2 separate regions of the Mus musculus genome follow, and region 1 is linked to region 2. Evidence: chromatin contacts called from public promoter capture Hi-C data. All regions are on one chromosome and are shown on one strand. Each heading gives the region's core, a stretch centred on a gene start, on an enhancer-like site or on the middle of the called end of the contact. The rest is flanking DNA. Distances are from core to core; before and after follow the strand shown.

Region 1 (3,133 bases), core at 550-3,049, 2.6 Mb after region 2:
TAAAAATTAAGACACACACTTACTGTCTTAATTTCATCATTACTGTGAAGAGACATTATGACCAAGGCGACTCTTATAAAGGAAAGCATTTAATTGAGAGTAGCTTGCAGTTTTAGAGGTTCAGTCCATTATTACTATGGAAGGAAATATGGCAGCATGCAGGCAGCCATACTAGACAAGCTGAGAGTTCTACATCTTGATTGGAAGGCAGTCAGGAGGAGACTGTGTTCCACACTGGGCGGAGCTTGGATACAGGAGACCTCAAAGCCAGGCCCCCACAGTGATACACTTCCTCCAACAAGACCACACCTCCTAATAGTGCCACTCCCTATGTAATTCAAACACATAAGTCTATGGGGGCCTTACCTATTCAAACCCCCACACTTGCTACATGATAGTGACAGATGTCCACAGAGGAAATTCAGCGAGTTAGGTTCCAAATGTCTACATTTGAAATGGACAACTATTGTTGAATAAATATCTTCAGAAATTTGTATTTTAAAATTAACCAGTAAGCCAACTTTGTTCTCATAACATGTATTGTATATTCGGTTTTGATCCACAGGTATTTCAGTAAATTATAGAAAATGAAAGATGAGATTTTATATGTTCAAAATCAAGCCATTTCTTTTTAATGCCATAAAGTAATATGTTCCTAAATCACATACCCGGAATTTGATGCTAATTTTAAGAATCTAGACTATTAGACAGCCCAGAACCTTGTTTCAGTAGGAATTTCTTTCTCAAATATCCAATATTTGAAGTTTAGGTGAAATTTTAAGCTTTCTTTTTTTAACATAGGCAGAATCATATAAATCAATGAAATAAACGCAGGAAGGAAATGTTTCCATTTTTTATAGGACAACTTAGCTTGCAACTCCGCCTAATCATGTTGACGTGTTACAAAGCCACTAATGTCAAAATTTTTTAGAGACTAGGCTAAGCAATGTCTAAGTGGCTAGTGGCACCTCTAAGAGATCCTTTCTGAAACCTGGGTAAAACCAGTTTGGGTTTTAACTGTCACAATTTAGATGCAGAAAGAACCCAGTAGGTGAGGATGTGAGCCTTGCTCACAGTTGGAGCAGAAACTGGTAGAGGTCCGGAAGACCATTCCAGTGAGGTCTTCCCAATCAACTGGTCTACAGAAAAGGGCAATGGTTGGTTCCTTCCTTAGAACCACAGCTCCCGTTGTTACTGGACCAGACTGCAAAGACTGCTGTTGTAACTAGTTGTGGCCACCGGACCAGACAGAAATACTTGTGAAGTATGCAATTGCAGAGAAGTTAAAAGTTACCTGTACTTGGGTTAAATATTAAAGGGCCTTATGGAGGAAGTGGCGTTTGAGGGAATTACAGATTTAGGATAAATCTGTGTCAGATGTCTTCACAAGGACGCTCGATCATTATACATTATAGTCGTGTGTGTGTGTGTGTGTGTGTGTGTATGTGTGTGCGCGCGCGCGCGCGTGTGTGTACACTCCCTCCTTCCGGCTTGGATGTTCCTTTAGAAATTTCTGGAGGTATGCATGCAACCAAGTGCTACATTAATGTAATCAAAGTCTGACCGCAGACACTGACAGTGTGTGAGTGGGTGCGTGGTGGTGAATTCCTGGGGCTTCTAAGGTCCTTGTCTTGATGGTCTTCGGCCTCTGAGGGCTTGTGGAGCAAAGTGGAGAGGTAGGTGGCCCCAGGAATGCAGAAGAGGGTGGGACTTGATGCCACTTGAGGCCGACCGCGGGGAGGCAGTGCGGGCTCCGGGCGGCAGGGGGCGCCGTCGAGCGGCCGCGCCGGGCCCAGCACCGACCCTGCGGTTCTCGCAGACCGTCCGCCATGCGCGCGCTGCTGCCGCTGCTGAGCGTCGGCCGAGGGTGGCGCGTGGGGGCCGCCGCCCGCCCTCCGCGCCGCGTCATGTCCCTGTACCGCACGGAGGAGCTGGGCCATCCCCGCTCGCAGGACTACCGCCTGTTCTTCAGTAAGTCGTTCGCCCAGCTCCGCGCCGGCCGGCGGAGGGGCCGCGGCGCCGTGCCCTGCCCTGCCTTGCTCTGCCCGGCCGGGTCCGCAGCCCGCGCCCAAGCCCGCTGCGGAGGGGACCGGTCTCGGTGCGCAGGGTGGCGCGGGGCCAACCGCCCTCTGCAGCGACCGCAGCCGGCCCGCGGCGCTGAGCTCCTCCCGCTGACCTCCGCGCCGTGGCCCGCCGCTCGCCCGCGCCGCCTCCTGGGCGCTGCTAAGCCCATCCGCCTCCGTACGGCCGCAGAACTTTGGGGACCGGGGTCTTCACTCCGAAAGCGAGTTTGCCTGCGACCGCGACCTTGCTGTCAGCGCAGGCGTACAGGCAGGGAGGAAGTGGGAGGAGAATGTGAGCCAGGCGCTGGGATAGGCTTGTGTGCACAACGCCATCACGAAACCTTTTGTTTGGTAAGGTTAACTTAAAAACAGCAACAGTCAACTGAGTTTTTAACCTAAAAGTTTGCACCCTGAATGCCATCCACAAGCAGGAGATTGGCCGGCGTTCTGGCGAGAATGTGGTGCCTTTTCTTGCCCTGTACGTTGAGCAAAACCTAGAAAGAGGGCCGTCTGGGCTGCCCTGGGCTGACGCCAAAGACAGAAAAGCTCCTGGCCACTTTCCTTTTTCTTTTCACTCTGTAGGTCTCGTTAACAATCGCGTGAAAATAGCCACGTAGATGGGTTGCTTTCAGGCCTCCTTTACTTAATACCAGGTAGCGGAGCGGTTGCAATGTCAAGGCTTGTGCACACCTCTTAGGAGGTTCCGCCCTGAAGAGGTGAAGCTAAATCTTGTTCCGAGACCCCCATGCTGGATGAGTGTCTTAACTTGCTAAGTATTAGAATTTTTTTCCCCTATAAGATAGGGCTGCAGAAGCGGCTATGTATGTTCAAAGAAGTCACCGGACTTATAGTATAACTTGAAATCATTAATAACTGTACTTTGATTTTTACAGTTACTTTTCTGGAGCTGAAGGTTGAAGATTATTTTGTGATAAAGGAGCAAACCTAGCTTAAACTCTTTTTTTTTTTTTTTTTTTGTATTATTTTGAGACAGGGCCTCACTGGGCAGCCCTGGGCAGCTTGGAACTCACAGTAGTACACCTCCCTCTGTCTCCTGGATTGAACACATG
Region 2 (2,830 bases), core at 321-2,820:
GACTTTGGGCCGCACAGCACGAACCTGTAGAACAAAGACCGTGATTACCTTAAGATGCTCAAGGAGAAAGACATTTATTTCCTAGTAACTGGGAACTGGGTTACAAAGGGAAGTCTGCTTTTACTGGGAAGCCATTTTGGTCATTTCTCACATTGGCTACTTCGGACTAGAGATATCAAGTCCGCCTACTGAGGGATTAAAACTCTATCAAAAGGACACTCACCCCTCGAAGTCTGCCTGGGCACACGCCACATGCAGATTTAGGTGCTTTCCCAACCTTCTTGGTGTAGAGGTAAACAATCCTGTTGCCAGGGGTTCGAGACCTAGGAAGGGAGATTGTAAGTAGCTCAGCATACTAGAGAAAGCGATTTGAAAGTTATTTCAAACTTGCAGATACTTACAGCCTAGTTTTGTTAGAGGCTGTGTTGTAGGAAAGCCTACGGCGGTATGTCAAACGCTGGACCATCCTGAGTGCCTACAATTTAGAGAGAACACAATCACCTTTCACCATAATAAAGGCCAAAGCGTCACCACATAAAATATCTTACATTCATATACACACTCATTCACACCGTGCTCTTACAAAGGCCCGGTTCTAAAGAATCCCACATTTAAACTAGAGATGAAGAGCTCCTGGGCTCTAAGACAGTATTCCCCCCTAATTTATACAGCTACCAGTAGGATGAAGACACCGAACTACCCCAGTGGCGGCAGCTGGTAAGGCGTCATGACAATCTAGGTCTTGTCCCAAAACAGCGTCCTGGAGAAGTCTTGTTTACTACTAGGGCCGGGTTTCGTGCTGTTTCAAATCCAACTTCGTTCGTTCCTTAGCAGACCAGCTACTAAAGGACTCTCCAGCCCGCAGCAGCGATGCTGCATTTTGGACTCCAGACCGTCAACGTGCCAGACAAACATTCTACCCGAGAGCTTCACACACAGGCGACTTCGTTTAAATCTCAAGCCCTGGGACGAATGGCTGGAGTTGATTAATAAGCGCTACAGGTGACCTGTCTTCCACACCTTCCCAACACCCACTTTACGTAAAAGGAGCCCAAACGCCAAGCGCGACCCGGACCAGTGCTAAGGACCCTGAGCCGCCACTGCTTGATTCGTATCTTCCTAACCAAGCCAGCCGCCGCCGCCGCGTCCCGCTCGCTGACTAGCCACCATGGCAGACAGCACCAGGGGAGCAGCCGGAGGCCGCGCTCCGCTCGCTCTGCGCTTCACGACCACGACTCGGTCTCTCGCTCGCCGTAGCCGACGGCCAGGGTGCGCGCAGCTCCGGCCACTCACCGCTTCGGAAGCCGGGTTTGATCTCGGGCTTCCCGAGTCTACGAGCCGAGGCCTCGGCCGGTACGCACCTCTCCTCGTCCCTCACCACCGACCCCAGCGACAGTCCCGACCCCAAGGGCGTCCCGCCCGCCTGACGCCTCGGATGGCTACGGATCGTAAACGGTAAAAAAACACAGAGCAGAAGAAGGCCACCATACCTCTGAGCACCGTCCCCGGAAGAGGAAAAGGAAGGGGCGGGTGAGTTCAGGGGTCAAGTGTGACGGCGCCGGACAGGAAGTACGTCAGGGAAGGCGGCGCGTCAGCGAGCGCGCCGCCATGTTGTACGGAAGCGGACGCGGGGAACCTGTGTGGATGGCGCCGCGTTGAGCGGCGGATGTGTAGTGCGGCTTCCGTAGGCGGGTGCGTTTTCTAGCCCCGGTAGGAACGTCACGTGAGAAGTTAGGTGTAGGGTCCCTGGTGGGAGCAAAAGCGAGTGACAGAGGAGGCGTCCCCACTTCCATAAGAGAAAACAAGGGCCACGATGCCTTTATCCTAGGGTAATTAGACCTGGTTTAAAATCTTTATGGCGTCCTGTACATAAGGTAGCCCGGGCCCTTCTGCTTCCCGGCCTCTTCTGTTTTTCAGCCAGAGCACACACTTTACAGACTTTTAACCAAGCATTTGCTAATTACTAGCTATCTCACTTTGGGCAAGTCCGCAAGTCTCTAAAAGGAAGATATTAAATACCCCTGTGGCGCTCTGATCAAAAGATCTCCCAAAGTTAAAGCACTTAACCTGCAAGTCTTACAGAGAGCAAGAACGCTATAAAGGGTGGTTAATTTATGATTGTGTGCAAACGACTATTTGAGACTTTGCCTGGATGGTAAAGTTTTGTCTGCAAGATGAAGAGGAGGACCAGAGGGAGTCAGCGACCTCCAAATGTCTATGTGAACGTTTACACTATGGGTCCTTGTTTTTCATCATGTTGTCAAAAGTAATGAACACCTTCCTTGGACTTGAAAGAAGAGCCCATTATCACTGCCATCTTTGTCAAGAAACTAGGTAAACCGCTCTGACTATATCCTTTCCTCGGGTCTCTCTCAAATAGCTGTCCGTATGCATGCGCCTGCGGTCTCTGTTCTTCCCACTGTGGAATCTCTCCAGTCTCTGTTTTAGGCGTTGGATAAAGGCTGGTGTAGAGAGACAAACCTAGTTTTGAATAAATGAATGAATACATTTCCTTATTCATTTTTAAATGAAGACATGCCAAGGCAAGATCATCAAATTAAGCCGGGCAGTGGTGGCGCACGCCTTTAATCCCAGCACTTGGGAGGCAGAGGCAGGCAGATTTCTGAGTTCAAGGCCAGCCAGCCTGGTCTACAGAGTGAGTTCCAGGACATCCAGGGCTACACAGAGAAACCCTGTCTCGAAAAAGCAAAAAAAAAAAAAAAAAAAAAAAAAAAAAAGCAAAAAAAAAAGAAAAAAAAAGTCATCAAATTAATGACCTAAATGTTTTCACCCAGTCCATTCATGTTTTCATTGCATAACATGTAATGCC

What was found. Capture Hi-C pulls out chosen DNA fragments and counts their contacts.
Region 1: a promoter capture Hi-C map of liver shows a contact between it and region 2, with 2.2 times the contacts expected there. The contact joins the promoter of Ppa2 here to the promoter of Rpl34 in region 2. A contact is called at or near these places in 1 of 39 promoter capture datasets (liver) and 1 of 9 other capture datasets (liver).

The regions. Positions count from the first base shown.
Region 1 is chr3:133,308,311-133,311,443 of GRCm38.p6, forward strand. It overlaps Ppa2 (pyrophosphatase (inorganic) 2), which reads left to right and starts at 1,800. Exons shown (of 12, transcript NM_146141.2): 1 at 1,800-1,971. The coding sequence starts at 1,830.
Region 2 is chr3:130,728,828-130,731,657 of GRCm38.p6, forward strand. Rpl34 (ribosomal protein L34) reads right to left here and starts at 1,571. Exons shown (of 5, transcript NM_001005859.3): 1 at 1,491-1,571; 2 at 402-475; 3 at 224-323; 4 at 1-24. The coding sequence starts at 466.